2 separate regions of the Mus musculus genome follow, and region 1 is linked to region 2. Evidence: chromatin contacts called from public promoter capture Hi-C data. All regions are on one chromosome and are shown on one strand. The core of a region is the stretch at or near the end of the contact, and the rest is flanking DNA. Distances in the headings are between cores, read along the strand shown. Region 1 overlaps Fam222b (family with sequence similarity 222, member B). Region 2 has its middle 4.3 kb from the start of Myo18a.

Evidence for each region. Promoter capture Hi-C pulls out the DNA fragments that hold promoters and counts their contacts.
Region 1: a promoter capture Hi-C map of liver shows a contact between it and region 2, with 1.6 times the contacts expected there. The contact joins two enhancer-like sites. A contact is called at or near these places in 2 of 39 promoter capture datasets (liver and pre-B cells), 1 of 115 datasets of contacts at active chromatin or transcription factors (pancreatic cancer cells) and 1 of 9 other capture datasets (adipose tissue).

Annotation. Positions count from the first base shown.
Region 1 is chr11:78,135,308-78,142,843 of GRCm38.p6, reverse strand. All of the region lies in intron 1 of Fam222b (family with sequence similarity 222, member B), which reads right to left. Among named protein-coding and RNA genes, the nearest start is that of Traf4, 26 kb to the left of the region's middle. Within about 2 kb of position 5,058, at least 11 of the 459 cell types and tissues checked have an H3K27ac peak or open chromatin away from gene starts, as enhancers often do. A contact at or near this core is called in liver, where this site is marked.
Region 2 is chr11:77,769,352-77,776,615 of GRCm38.p6, reverse strand. It overlaps a transcript of Myo18a not described here. Among named protein-coding and RNA genes, the nearest start is that of Myo18a, 4.3 kb to the left of the region's middle. Within about 2 kb of position 4,100, at least 64 of the 459 cell types and tissues checked have an H3K27ac peak or open chromatin away from gene starts, as enhancers often do. A contact at or near this core is called in liver, where this site is marked.

The sequences.
Region 1 (7,536 bases), core at 3,809-6,308, 370 kb before region 2:
TCCCTCTTCTGGAGTGTCTGAAGACAGCTACAGTGTACTTACATATAATAAATAAATAAATCTAAAAAAAAAAAAAAAAAAAAAGAATTTCTGTCTGAGCAGCAATTCTCTCTCGACTATTAATACAGCAAAAATGATACTGCAGCCAGTACATGTGTGGGTGGGAGAAATAAAAATTGGCAAATATTTGTTCACATAAATAATTAGAAACACAGCCACACTTGTAAAGCCCCCGCACGCACAGGAGACTTGAGAGCTTAGCTCAGTCTGCAGTCCTTACTGGAGGTCAGGGCAGTCAGGTGCTGCTAGAAGCACAGCACAGCTTGCAGACACCTGTGCCCAAACTCTGACCTCATGGTTTGGGTTTGTTTTTTGTTTTGTGCAACGGAGCCCACACTGAGTCCCAAACTGGTGATCCTTCTGCCTCAACTTCCTGAGTGCAGAGATTACAGACATGCCATCTGTATAAATCAATCTAGGACACAAAATTAATAACTGCCACACAAAGTCCTACCACCCCTACCCCCATAGTCTTCAAGACAGGGTTTCTCTGTGTAGCCCTGGCTGTCTGGGAACTCACTCTGCAGACCAGGCTGGCCTCCAGCTCAGATCCACCTACCTACCTTTGAGTGCTGGAATTAAAGGCCTGCACCATCATGTTTAGCAGCAAATTCCACTTGTGGACTCTGAATACTTCTTTCCTACTATCTATTATACCATTAACCTTACTGTTCCTAGTAGGGAAACGCTGCTGCTGGAGTGAGGCAAGAGGCGACAGGCTGCCTGCCACCAGCACTCTTCACTCTGAGGTGCTCACCAACAGCATGTATACACGGCCCAGTAGTCCTGCCGTAGTGAGGGGGGTTCTGCCAAGTCTTCCTTGTGCACCAGGAATACGTTGTTCTCAAATAAGCAGACTATGATAAGAATGCATACACTTCCTTCCCAATACTACAGAACCTATTGGTCAAGGTAGTATACACTATAGCTTCAGTTCACAAGAGCGAGCAGGGCCAGCTCAAACACCAATGGAGACGACCTGGTGCTGACAAGTATCTGACAGCTCAGGACCACCTGAAAGAGGCTGCTTAAACTGTGTCTAGGGCAGCAGCTATAGAAAGAACTGAGACCCAATGGTTCAATGAGTCCCAGAGTTCCGGGACCTCCGGAGCAGGTTCAAAAGAACAAAGTGCCAGCTGTAGCACCTTCTGCTGGAGTCAAAGGGCTGAGATATTGTTTACACCCTTCCCCCCGTATGAATGCTGGGCTCTTTTCCCTAGGACCCTGATTCCAAGAAAAAGGAAAGGATGAGAGTCCTGGGCTATCGTGCCAGCGTTGAGCCCCATGAGAGCGTCAAGGAAAGCAGCTTTTCTGTTCTCCTCAGCTTCCTGGAGATGGAGTCTCCCAATGTAGCTCTTACTGGAAGGAAGACCAGGCTGGCCTCAAACTTGTGATAATTAATTCTCTCTTGCCTCTAGCTCCTGGGTTCTATGATTCCCTGGTTGGCCTCAAACTCAGAGATCCGCCTGGCTCAGCCACCTTAGTGCTGGGATTAATGATGTGGTCGCCACACACCTCATCTCATATTCTTGATCGAAAGGAAGTATTGGCAAAAACTTTAGTTTTGGGTGAGCATTCAGTGCTCCCCAAACCCCACAAAGTCCAGCCTTTAGCATTTCTCACCAGCTCTGGAGTTTCCACAACCTATTCTCAAACTTCTAACAAGAATCCTTCCCTAGTCCCTACTCAGGGTGCATTTACCAAAAGCTGTGGTAGGAACTAGGCAAGTTAATAGCAAGTTGGGACAATCTCTGCTGTAGATCTCAAATGCTACCTGATGACATCCTTAGCTTTGGGGTTTGTGGAAATTAGGGGTCTGCTAAGAATACCTTCTAAACGTTTTATCTGTTGGTCACAAAAGATGTTGGCCCAAAGTGGTTATCAGAGCGACTAAAGATAGCCCAGCATTATTGAGGCCCTGGGTGTGCAACACGACTCTCCACAATGAGGCACTTCCGCTCACAACATCCACTTCTGCACAGCATGAGGTTATAAGGTGACTTATAGCTTTCCTTTTGAGTTCAGGGTAGATAAGTAAGGGGCCCTTGAGCAATAGCAGGGCAGAATATTACTTAGGTTTGGCACATAATAAGTGTAATTTGTCGGGAGCTCTCAGTTATACTCAGTGTGACATTACCTGTTGACTAAATTGTTTCTTGTAACAGGTCATGAGGATGACTAAATTTGAGTAGTTTGGTAATGTTATAATTTCTGCCATCTCAGAACTGCTGGTATCCAGCACACTGTTTTCAGTGTTTCTATGGGTTTTGTTGTTGTTGGTGGTGGTGGTGGTAGTTTAGTAGAATGAATATTTAGGTGGAGTCTACTGTGGATTTAAGCACATGGGTCTGAACACAAAGAAGCACACACCAGGAACATGGAAGCCCCACCTTTCCTTAGCTTAGGTTTTTATTTGTGGTTTTGTCCCACTCCCCTACCCCACCCCCCAGCTTTATTACTGTTGTTGAGGCTTTTAGTGTAGCCAAAGTTGCCTCTCATGGTCCCCCTGCCGCAGCCTCCGAGGACCGGGATTACAGTGTTGTCTGAACAAAGATATCATCCATGCTGTGCATCTACATTGAAGATTCTGCAGATGGACTGGCTGACTTCCTCACTGTGGAGAGTTGGAATGCTGCAGAGCCAGTCCCACAATATGCTGGACTTTTGTTAGTCTCTCTCATAAACATTTTTTTGTTTGTTTGTTTGTTTTTTGGTTTTTTTTTTTTGTTGTTGTTTTTTTCAAGACAGGGTTTCTCTGTATAGTCCTGGCTGTCCTGGAACTCACTTTGTAGACCAGGCTGGCCTCGAACTCATAAATCCACCTGCCTCTGCCTCCCAAGTGCTGGGATTAAAGGCGTACACCACCACTGCCCAGCTCTCTCATAAACATTTTATCGCAAAGCTTTGTTAACTTGTCTACCTGATATCCCCACAATTTTTTTCCATAAAAGCATTGACTATGGCTGTCTTTTGCTATGTGACCATTTCTACTATGGAACATGCCACGGAGGATAATCAGAGTCCCTGTTCATGTTCACCCATGCTGAACTCAGAACAAATTATCTCTTATTCCCTTTAAAATAAGAGCTGTATTTTCTTTTAAAAATGTTCACAGTGAGAGAGAGAGTGAAAGAGACAGAGACAGACGGGGGGGGGGGGGGGGAGAATGAGAGACAGGTTGGTCCAGGCCAATCTGGAATTTTCAAGGGTCTCCTGTCCCAAGCTTCCTGCAGGAATGACAGGCTATGAGCATCCTCTCCTGGAAACCTACTCCTCAGGGACTCAGAACCTGTCACAACAGGTCCTCACGTTACACTATCTTTCACTGTCGCCCTTTGTTCAACTCTGAACAGTATATCACTGCACTCGATCTCTGGCGAGAGTACCACCTTGTCTCAGATCACTGGTTTATGCTTATCTTTATCCAGTACTATTAACCAATTACTCATCATCCAGGTAACATGTAAGTTCACTCTCTCTCTCTGGACAACATCATCATTTTTGTTTTAGTTTGTTTCAAATGTATTTGTGTGTGCCTACACCTGAGTTTATGTGCACCACATGCATAGAGGTGTCTGCGGAGACTGGATGAGGATATTATATTATATAGAATACAAGCCTGAGGAGACCAGATAGGGTTATTATATATTATATCCCAGCGGTCTTCTGGAACTGGAGTTAAAGGCTGTTGTGAGTCCCATGTAGATGCTAGGGACTGAATTGGGGTTTTGTACAGGAGCAATACATGTTCTTAAGCATGAAGCCACTTCTCTAGCCCAACATTTTAATCTTTTAATCTGGGGTGGATTTCCTAAAAAGATTTGTCTTCATCATCCTTCTAAACTACAGAGTCGGGGACGAGATTAGTCACACAAAAGATGTCTAATAATCGGCAGGCGGATTTCTGAGTTCGAGGCCAGCCTGGTCTACAGAGTGAGTTCCAGGACAGCCAGGGCTACACAGAGAAACCCTGTCTCAAAAAAGAAATAACAACAACAACAACACCAAAAACAAAAAACAAACAAACAAAAAATACTGGCTTATATTTCTAAATGATAGTAACACTTTAACCTAGGGCCTTAGGACATTTTGGGGGTGACACTCTCACAGTTTAATGACATGGTGAGTGCGTATTTTAAAGGGGGCTGAGAGCTGGCTCAGAGGTTGAGATCAGTGGCTGCTCTTACAGAGGACTGGGTTTGGTTGCCATCACTCACATGGCAGCTCACAATTATTTGTAACTCCAACTCCAGGGGAGCTGATGCCCTGTCTGACCTCCACAGCACTGCAAACATATGTTTCAGAGATATACATACAGGCAAGCAAAAGTACCCAAGTACAGAAAAATAAGGTTTATTTTATGTATGTGAGTACACTGTCACTGTCTTCAGACAGACCCCAAAAGAGGGTATCAGATCCCTTTATAGATAGTTGTGAGCCACCATGTGGTTGCTGGGAATTGAATCACGACCTTTGACCTTTGGAAGAACAGTCAGTGCTCTAAACCACTGAGCCATCTCTCCAGCCCCTATTTTTAAACTGTAATCATTATTATTGGTGTGTGTGTGTGATGTGCGCACATGTCACAGTGCACTGTGGGAATCAGAGGCCAAGTCTGGAGTGTGTGTAGTGCCCTCTTTTCACTCTGACTACTGAGCTCTGGTTGTCAGTTTGGCCAGGCAGGTACTCTCCCATTTCTCTGTTGGCACGGTTACTACTATTACTGAGTTGAATCAGTTAAGAGAGAGGGCTCTCTGCCATGGTATATGTGCTGGTTTTATACACTCTATTGGAAAGTATCATTTGTTTCTTATTTTAATTAGGAGTGTCCCTAGAAAACACAAGTAATCTACAGTTGCATGGAGTTAACCCAGACTTTCCTTATGTCTGGTCTGTTTTATGTTACATAACAGGCTTGCATTCTGAAAACCCTGTCAGGAATGGCCAAGGCCATTTGAGGTGACCTACATGAGAGGAGTGACCTCTGAGCTTAATCACATAACAAAACAGAGTTGTCAGCCTGGCCAGGACTTGCCCGCCCATAAGTATCTGAGTTTGTGCCCAGAGCAAGACAATGAGAACAGAGACCAGGAGAAAGCTACTGAACACCTAATGAACAGCTAGCACCAATCCTCTCAAACTCTTCAAAAAACGTTAGAGAAAATGCTTCAAACGTACTGCACGAGGCCAGCATTGCCCTGACACCAGAACAAGACTAGAAACACCCAGTCCCCAGTCCCAAACGATGGCACAAAAAGCTGCCAGATAGCAGAAAAAAATCATCCCCTGGGGAAACTGAGGCTGAGTAGCTTGCCTGTCTCTTCAGTTTTATAATTAATGTTGGAAAGATCATTCGGGCTGGTGAGATGGCTCAGTGGGTAAGAGCACCCGACTGTTCTTCCGAAGGTCCGAAGTTCAAATCCCAGCAACCACATGGTGGCTCACAACCATCCGTAATGAGATCTGACTCCCTCTTCTGGAGTGTCTGAAGACAACTACAGTGTACTTACATATAATAAAAATAAATAAATTTAAAAAAAAAAAAAAAAGAAAGATCATTCATCTACAAGGCCTCAGGTCTGCTAGGAAAACTTCACCCCTTAACTAATGACTGATATTAGTAATTCTGACTCACCTATAGAAATAATAAAAATAAAAAGGTTTTAAAGTTTAGGTTATTTAGACTTTTTTGTTTTGTTTTTGAACAGGGTCTCACTGTGCAGCACTAGTGGGCCTTGAACTCACGGAGACCTGCCTGTTTCTGTCTCCATGCACATTAAAGGTTTGTGACACTATATATGGCTCCTAAAGCTTTTTTTTTTTTTTAAAAGATTTATTTATTTTATGTATATGACTACACTGTAGCTGTCTTCAGACACACCAGAAGAGGGCATCTGATCCCATTACAGATGGCTGTGAGCCACCATGTGGTTGCTGGGAACTGAACTCAGGACCTCTGGAAGAGCAGTCAGTGCTCTCAAGAGCTGAGCCACCTCTCCAGCCCATCCTATAGTCTTTAATAGGCCCTGTATTAAATAAAGGCAAAGCAGGTCAGATGGCAGACACATTGTCTTTAAGCTCTGTGTGTGGGTGCATGTGTGTGTGTGGTGTGTGGTATGTGCGTGTGCGTGCATGTATGTTAAGTATGGGTGCTCCAAAAGGCAGAGGCATTAGACCTCCCAGTTCTGGAATTACAGGCAGTTGTGAGATGCCTGACATTCGTGCTAGGAAATGATTCTCTGGAGAAATAACCACTGGGGCATCTCTTTAGACTGCATACAGTTTTCATGGAAGTTGGTATGGCACAGCCTCTATAATTCCAGCACTACAAAGTCAAGGCAGAAGAACTGTTTTGAGTTCAAGGCTAGCCTGGCTACATACCAAGACACTATCTCTTAAGAGGAAAAAAATGCTCCTCAATACAGCTGGTCTAGGTAATCTACAGACTGCAGTCCTAACACAGGAAAAGGAGGTTTTACAAGCTTAGCAGCAGAGGGCCTGGCAAAGCATGTGTTTGGAGAGCAGCTACGTTGAGGTGCACTTTTCTATCCCTTTCTCCTCACAATGTACAAAAAGTACAAACAGAAGAGGGCATTGATCCCATTACAGATGGTTGGGAGCCACCATGTGGTTGCTGGGATTTGAACTCAGAACCTCTGGAAGAGCAGTCAGTGCTCTTAACCACTGAGCCATCTCTTCAACCTACCACAAAGGTACAAATAGCCAAAATTCCCTAGGACAACCACCCTCTTGCCCCAGATGCTGCACCAAAAAGGACAGCTTCTAATCCAGTCTAGAACATGACTTTCAAGTGTGAAGGATGACAGAAAAGTTAAGGTCACTGTGAAAGCTTGTTCTATTCTAAGGACATAAATCACAAGGCGTTACTCGGAAACAAGTCTAGATGCCAGTTTGACGTTGTGTATAGCCACGTTTCTGAGCCTAAAGCATCGTCATATACTTTGATGAAGTTCCAGCAAACAGGCATCTTCCTTACTGTGTTAAGTGTTTCACCAAGTATACTGCTGGTTTATAAGAATCTCCAGAGGCATTTATAAACTTGTATTTTTGCTAGTTAGTAACACTGATTCTCAGTGCACATAAAAAAGCTGTCTATCAAAACAACAAAGAAGGACACAAGAGATGAAATCTTAAGTGAGAAAGTGTCTCCATAAGATTGGTCTATAGGCAAGTCTACGGGACACTTGCTTGGTTAATAATTGATGTGTGAGGGCAGGCTCAGCCCACAGTGCACAGTGTCACCCCTGGGCAGGTAGTTCTGGACTGCACAAGAAAGCAGGCTGAGCCGGACGTGGTGGCGCACGCCTTTAATCCCAGCACTTGGGAGGCAGAGGCAGGTGGATTTATGAGTTCGAGGCCAGCCTGGTCTACAGAGTGAGTTCCAGGACAGCCAGAGCTGCACAGAGAAACCCTGTCTCGAAAAACCAAAAAATAAAAAACAAAAAAAAAAAATAA
Region 2 (7,264 bases), core at 2,851-5,350:
CTGGAACTCACTCTGTAGACCAGGCTGGCCTCGAACTCAGAAATCCACCTGCCTCTGCCTCCCAAGTTCTGAGATTAAAGAGATGCACCACCACTGCCCGGCTTTACGATGTGTCTTATCGGGAGCTTCACACATACCCCTTCCTATTCAGTCCTCACAGGTGAGAAAAATGGCTCTTGGGAAATTAAGGATGTGTTAGGGGCTAGTCATCAAATGAGTGGCTGTGCTGCTGTGTCCCATCTGATGCCCTGGGTGCCCAAAGTAAATCGGGAAGGGAAGGAAGAGGAAGTCCAGACTGCACACAGGACAGACAGTTGCGAGGTGGGGGTGGCGTGGGGTCGGCTAGATAAACAGGATCCTGAAAAACTCACATCCTTTTCCCCAGACCAATGCCTAAATATAGCCTAGGGAAGAAAGTTGTGGCCGCCTGAGAGAGAAGGCCGGATCCAGGATGTGAGAGCACCTAGGGCCCTAACCTACCCCCATTCTCATGCATACCCGATTAGGGGCAGGAGTAAGAAAAACCTGGTTGGGAGGGGGAGGGGGGAAGCCCCAGAGGGCCTTTCTTGTTCTAACCAGCAGGGAACACAAAATAAAAGTAGGCCACACCGTCTAATTAGAAATTAAGTGTAATTTCTCTCTCTCCATGAATGCCTCCCCTCTGAATTCCAGACAGAGGGTCTCTGAGCTTATTCCCTCCAGCAATGGCCTATTGCCAGGCCCTGGCTAGGCATTTCCTCTCTCCCCAACCCCCAAAGCAAGGCAAGGCCCTCCACTATCCCCTTTCCACTGAGGGACAAGCTCCCACCAGCCAAGGTTCAACGCCCAGGCAGGCAGTGAGACCAGGAACTCCCAAGCTAATTGCTCACAAGTTTGATTCTGTATAATCACACATGGCAACCCACAGACATCTGGAACTCCACTTCCAGGAGACCCAATGTCCACTTCTGGCCTCATGGGCACCAGGCACATTTGTGGCCCAAACACATACATGTAAGCAAAATGCCCACACACATAAAATAAATAAATAAATAACAATTAAAAAGAAAGAAATTGCCAGGCAGTGGTGGCGCACGCCTTTGATCCCAGCACTTGGGAGGCAGAGGCAGGCGGATTTCTGAGTTTGAGGCCAGCCTGGTCTACAGAGTGAGTTCCAGGACAGCCAGGGCTACACAGAGAAACCCTGTCTCAAAAAGACAGACAGACAGACAGACAGACAGACAGACAGACAGACAGAAAGAAAGAAAGAAAGAAAGAAAGAAAGAAAGAAAGAAAGAAATTGGTGAATTTGGGCAGGGTGACACATACCTACAATTCTAAGTACTTGGAAGGCTGAGACAGGATCTTAAATTTAAGGCAAATTTGGCCAGTAACTAGAAACTTTGTTTAAAAAACAAACTAGATAAACTTAAGTTCCATTTACGGGCTGGCGAGATGGCTCAGTGGTTAAGAGCGCCGATTGCTCTTCCGAAGGTCCCGAGTTCAAATCCCAGCAACCAAATGGTGGCTCACAACCATCCGTAACGAAATCTGATGCCCTCTTCTGGAGTATCTGAGGACAGCTACAGTGTACTTATATATAATAAATAAATAAATCTTTAAAAAAAAAGGTTCCATTTACTACAATGTATCCAAACTGTTATCTCAACATGTAATCTACATAAAATATTTATAAACATAAATTATTTTATATTTAATTTTCTGTATTTTGTTTTGTTTTGATATATAGACACGTGTGCATGTGCGCACACGCATGTGTATTTTATTTATTTTGCTTTTTTGTTCTGAGAGATAGTCTCATGCAGTTCTGGCTAGACCTGAAACTCAGGACAGAGACCAGGTTGGCCTCAAACTCATGGAGAACCTTTCTGCCTCTGCCTCCTGAGAGCGGCTGAGATTACAGGTATGCACAACCGTTCCTAACTCATCCATATTACATTTCCAAAATCCAGAGCAAGGCTGAGTATGACGGTTCATACCTTTAATCCTGGCACTCGGGAGGCACAAAGATCTCTGTGAGTTCGGGGCTATCCTGGTCCACACAGTGAGCTCCAGAACTGCCAGAACTTCATAGAGAAAGAAACCTGGTCTCAACATGAATGAGTAAGTAAGACCCCGGTCTGCACTTTACATTTAGAACACAGCCTGCATTTCAGATGCTTAGTCTCCAGGGATGCAGAGTTTTGGAGATAGAATATGCCCTGGTTAGGGTTTTTTGTCAATTTAACACAAGCTAGAGTTGTCTGGGAAATTATCAATTAAGAAAATGCCCCCACCAGATCAGCCTGTAGGGTATTTTCTTGATTAATGTTTGATATGGGAGTGTCAAGCTCACTATGGGCAATGCCACTCCAGGCAGGAGGAGGCCCCAAGTGGTAATTATCAGGCTGAGTGAGCTATGGGGGAAAGCCAGTAAGCAGCTCTTCTCCATGGCCTCTACTTCAGTTCCTGCCTCCAGGTTCCTGCCTTGAATGTCTGCCCTGACTTCCCTTCATGATGAACTGTGGAAACTCTTCCCCAAGTTGCTTTTGGTCATGGTGTTTATCACATCAGAGGAAGGCAAACCAGGACAGAATGTATTCATAAGGGTAAGAAATCTAGTGAGGGAGCTGGAGAAATGGCTCAGCCATTAAGAACACTGGCCACTCTTCCAGAGAACCCAGGTTCAATTTCTAGGACCCACATGGCAGCTCACAACTGCCTGTAACTCCAGTTCCAAAGGATCTCACACAGACAAGCATGCAGGCAAAACACCAATGACCATAAAAATTTTTTAAATTAACTAATTTTTTGAAAAAAAGAAAGAAATCTGGTTAGGTCAACTAGCTCTTTATATCTAGTGTAGCAAGAACCCGGTTCCCTCTCTGAGATCAGTTTCTGTATGTGTGCATATGGAAATCAGAGGTCAGCCTCAGGCAGGGTCTTTCACTAGCCTGAAGCTCATAGAATAGGCTATGATGTCGGACCACTGAATCCCAGGGATCCACCTGGGATCTTTGCTTCCCCAGCTCTGGGATTATAGCTGGTACCACCACCACCACCACCACCACCACCACCACCACCACCACCACCACCACCTCTTGCTTGTTTTTTGTTTCTTTTAGACAGGGGGTTCTCTGTGGAGCTCCGGGTGTCCTGGAACTCAATCTGTAAACCAGGCTGGCCTCGAACTCAGAGATCCTTCTGCCTCTGCCTCCTGAGTGCTGGCATTAAAGGTGTGCTCCACCACACAAATGCTGGCTTGTTTGCTTGTTTGTTTTTTTAGCTTGAGTCATGGGGAACAAACTCAGGTCCAACTTTACCAACTAAGCTATCTCTCCATCTCCTCTAGCCTCAGTTCCTCCTAGGTGAAACTAAAATTTGTGCTTCTAAATGTTCCAATGAACAGTCCCTGGAAGCTGGAAGACAGGAAGCATAAACCCCTACTAAGCACCTGGTCAGCCGCATCTAGACTCAGTGAGACCCCGTGAGTGGAGAGAGAGTGCTGGACCGGCTCTGCTCTCTAAGGGGAATGTCTCCTCCCAAGTGCGGCTGGGAATAAGGCACAGACAGATCCAGCCTATCCAGGCCGTGGCATCTTTGGCTGGTCACTACCCACACTGCACTAAAGGCATAGATAGTCAAGATGAATAGAAAATGAAGACAAATGGAGACTTAGGAGGAGACAAACACCGGGATCTTAGCCCCTGGCCAACTCCGGAAAACCCTACTGTCTGCCATGCTGTCTTTACCCAATGTTGGCTTGGCTGTAGGTTCAGCACCAGAGCACCATCAATGAGCACAAACAGTCTGAGGATTCTAGGATCTCTGAGCTGCAAAGGTCCCTTAAAAGTAATTTTCCATAAACCCCTCTTCTCGGCATAAGCCTGTCCCTCACTGTCACTGCAACAGGCAGGACCAAAACAGCACCACAGGGGACAGCTCTGACTAAAACTGTTAAGGATCTTGTATCTAGGCCTGGGTTTGCCACAGGTCTCCAGGGGACCTTGAGCCTGTCACTTTGCTCAAGGTTGAACTAAATGATCTAGACCTCCTCCAGCTCTGAAATTCCAACAGTCCAACTCTCCTGTGGACACAAGTTAACTATTAACTTTCTGTCAAAGATGTCTCTCATCACAAGCCTGGGGCTTCGGAGGCTGCGCTGTGAGTCACTTACCACCCTTGTCCTGCTACCATTATCTCCACAGCTCACAAAGCAGCCTTCCCCTACTGCCAGCCCCATGTGGCCAGGCCTGGCTGCAGATCCGATCTCTGCTGAGCTGAGCGTCTACCACTACCTGGTTGCCTGCACCCTCCCTCTCCGGAACCAGTTTTGTGGTTCAGCTGCAGCTGCCTCTGATGCTGAACTCATTCGGCTGTGCTGAGTTTACTACAGAGCTGAGTTCCATACCCTTCTTAGATTCCTTGGACTTGCCAGTGGCTCCTGTCCTCAGATGAAAGGCTCCAGCAGCTGAGACCACCACCTCCCAGAACCTCAGGCTAGGCTGCAGTTCTCCTGCCCTGCCCCTTACTCTCCTGCCCTCTCCCTTCCTTCCAGGGACTTTAGCCTTGTAATCATTCTGACTTCTTTCCCTGACTCCCCTGACCAGGAAGCTTTTCCTAATTTTGAGTGGAGGAAAGGTAAGTGTGTATGTAAGTTACTCTGACCCAGTCGTCTTAAGTACAATCAGCCGCTTTATCATTTTAGGACAGACAGAAGACAAGGACCACTCAGTGCAAATGTGCAGCCACATTCATAAAACAGAGTGCTACTCATAGAACAAGAATGATCTCGGCCGGGCGTGGTGGCGCACGCCTTTAATCCCAGCACTCAGGAGGCAGAGGCAGAGGCAGGCGGATTTCTAAGTTCGAGGCCAGCCTGGTCTACAGAGTGAGTTCCAGGACAGCCAGGGCTACACAGAGAAACCCTGTCTCAAAAAACAAACAAACAAACAAAAAAACCAAAAAAAGAATGATCTCAAAAGCATTTGAAATGAGAAAGAAGCCATTGAAAAAAAACACACATTAATATCATTTCTTCTTCTTCTTCTTCTTCTTCTTCTTCTTCTTCTTCTTCTTTTTTAATTTTTCCTTTTTCAAGTTAGGGTCTCATAACCAGGCTGGACTTGAACTCACTATGTAGCAGAGGATGATGGCTCTGATCCACCTGAGTGCTGGGATTATAGGCATTTACCACTATACCTGGTTATATGATTCTACTTATTGCAGGCAAAACTAATCTATGGTGAGAAAAGCCAGAGCAATGGATATCCCTGGGGACTAACGGTCAGGAATGTGTGAGAAAGGGCATGAAGGGACTTTCTGAGTTCCAGAACAGCCAGAGCTAAACAGTGAGACCCTGTCTCAAAAAAACAAAAACAAGAACAAAAACCCCAAACAACTGTAAACAAGTGCCAAATTCTAGCTAGTAACTATAAGCTACAGGACCGAGTGGAGCATGCTGAGCCCTTTAAGTTTCCTTGGGCATTGGGACATGTCAACCTTCTTATATAATTTCATAGATGGACAAGGGGTAAAAATGTGACAAACAGGGGCTGGAGAGATGACTCAGTGGTTAAGAGCTCTAATTGCCCTTCTGAAGGTCCTAAGTTCAAATCCCAGCAACCACATGGTGGCTCACAACCATCTATAAAGGGATCTGATTCGGTCTTCTGCTGTGTCTGGAGACAGTGATTTTACCCACATATATAAAATAAGTATGGTCGAAGTGAGTGGGGCTGGAGCTATTGGGGCAAAAAAAAAAAAAAAAAAAAAAAGAAGAAGAATGTGACAAACAAGAGGGAGAAGTGGTGAGTGCAGGATCTAGGAAGCTCAGTAGCTGTAAAATCCTTTAACTTTTCTGAATGCTTGCCGATCTCTGTGATAAGATGCTGGAAAACACGTGTGTACCAAGTGCCTACTAAATACATAGCAAAGTAAATAAACCTAGTAAAAAGCTCAGACTTTGGCCGTCAGGGAGAGACATAGGGACAACAAGGTGACACCTCTACTGCTGGAGATAAGTCACTTAGAGACACTGAACGCTGCCTCCTCCTCATCCGTAAAGTGGACACAATGATAGCACCTACCACAAAAGGAGCGGGAAGCCAGAGTACAGATGGCACCTGACAGATTACACGCACATGGAGATGTTCTTACGACACCCAGCCACACAACAGCTCTCAAGACGGTCACAAAGGGCTGCCTCAGTAGTGCAGCAGCTGAAGGTACTTGTCATCTGAAACCCAAGCCAGTGACCTGAATTATCCACAGAACCCACAAAGTGGTTCTCCAACCTCCACCTGTGTCATAGCGTGCATTTCCCACAAATACAGACACTCACACCTCGCATACACTCATATTTTCTAATTAATTATACGCAAACGAGTATATATTTGACATATTCCCAAAGTAAATTAAAGCTATTTGTATGGGCAACTCCAAGTCCTGTAGCATATATGATATATAGAGTTTTCTTTCTGTTGTTGTTTTTGAAGGGACAGGTAGCCCTTTGTTACCATGCTAGCCTCAAATGTAACAAGTAGCCAAGGGGTGACCTTGAACAAGAGGTCCGCCTGCTGCTTCCACCTCCAAAGGCATAACCTTTGCCATTCAACTAATATTGAAGGTTAGTGCAAGCCAGCACAATGTGACTAAATGAAGTCTAGACCTTTGTTGTTTTCTCTTTTGTTTTGTTTTTGATTTTTGTTGTTGTTGTTTGTTTTTTTTTAAGACAGGGTTTCTCTGTGTAGCCCTGACTATCTTGAAATTTGCTCTGTAAACCAGGAAGACCTCAAACTCAGAGATCTGCCTGCTACTGACTCTTTAGTGCTGGGATCAAAGGCGTGCACCACCAGTTATCATAGCTGGGCTTTAGACCTCTGCATATGGGCAGTAAAGCCCAAAGGCGTGAAGGTGAGCCAGTGAGCCCCTGACCAGATGGATCTATTGGCTCAAGCCCACAGCCCTCCATAGCTACTACTAAGAATGTTGACAGGAAATTCACTGATGCAGAAACACAAACACCCAACAAGAAGAGAAACTCAGCTTTTATAATAGTCACGGGCATGTAACGCAGGCACAGTTTTTTTTTTTGTTTTTTTGTTTTTTTTTTTACATAGTAGTTTAATAAGAGCAACATCCATTAGGGCATGGGAAACAGAGGCTCTTATCTATGTTGATTAAAGTACAAAGTCATAGGATTTCTTTTTGTAAAACTGTAAATAAATGACATTCATTTATTCTGGGTGCAGGAGCTGATGTGGACAGGTGGACGTCAGAGGAC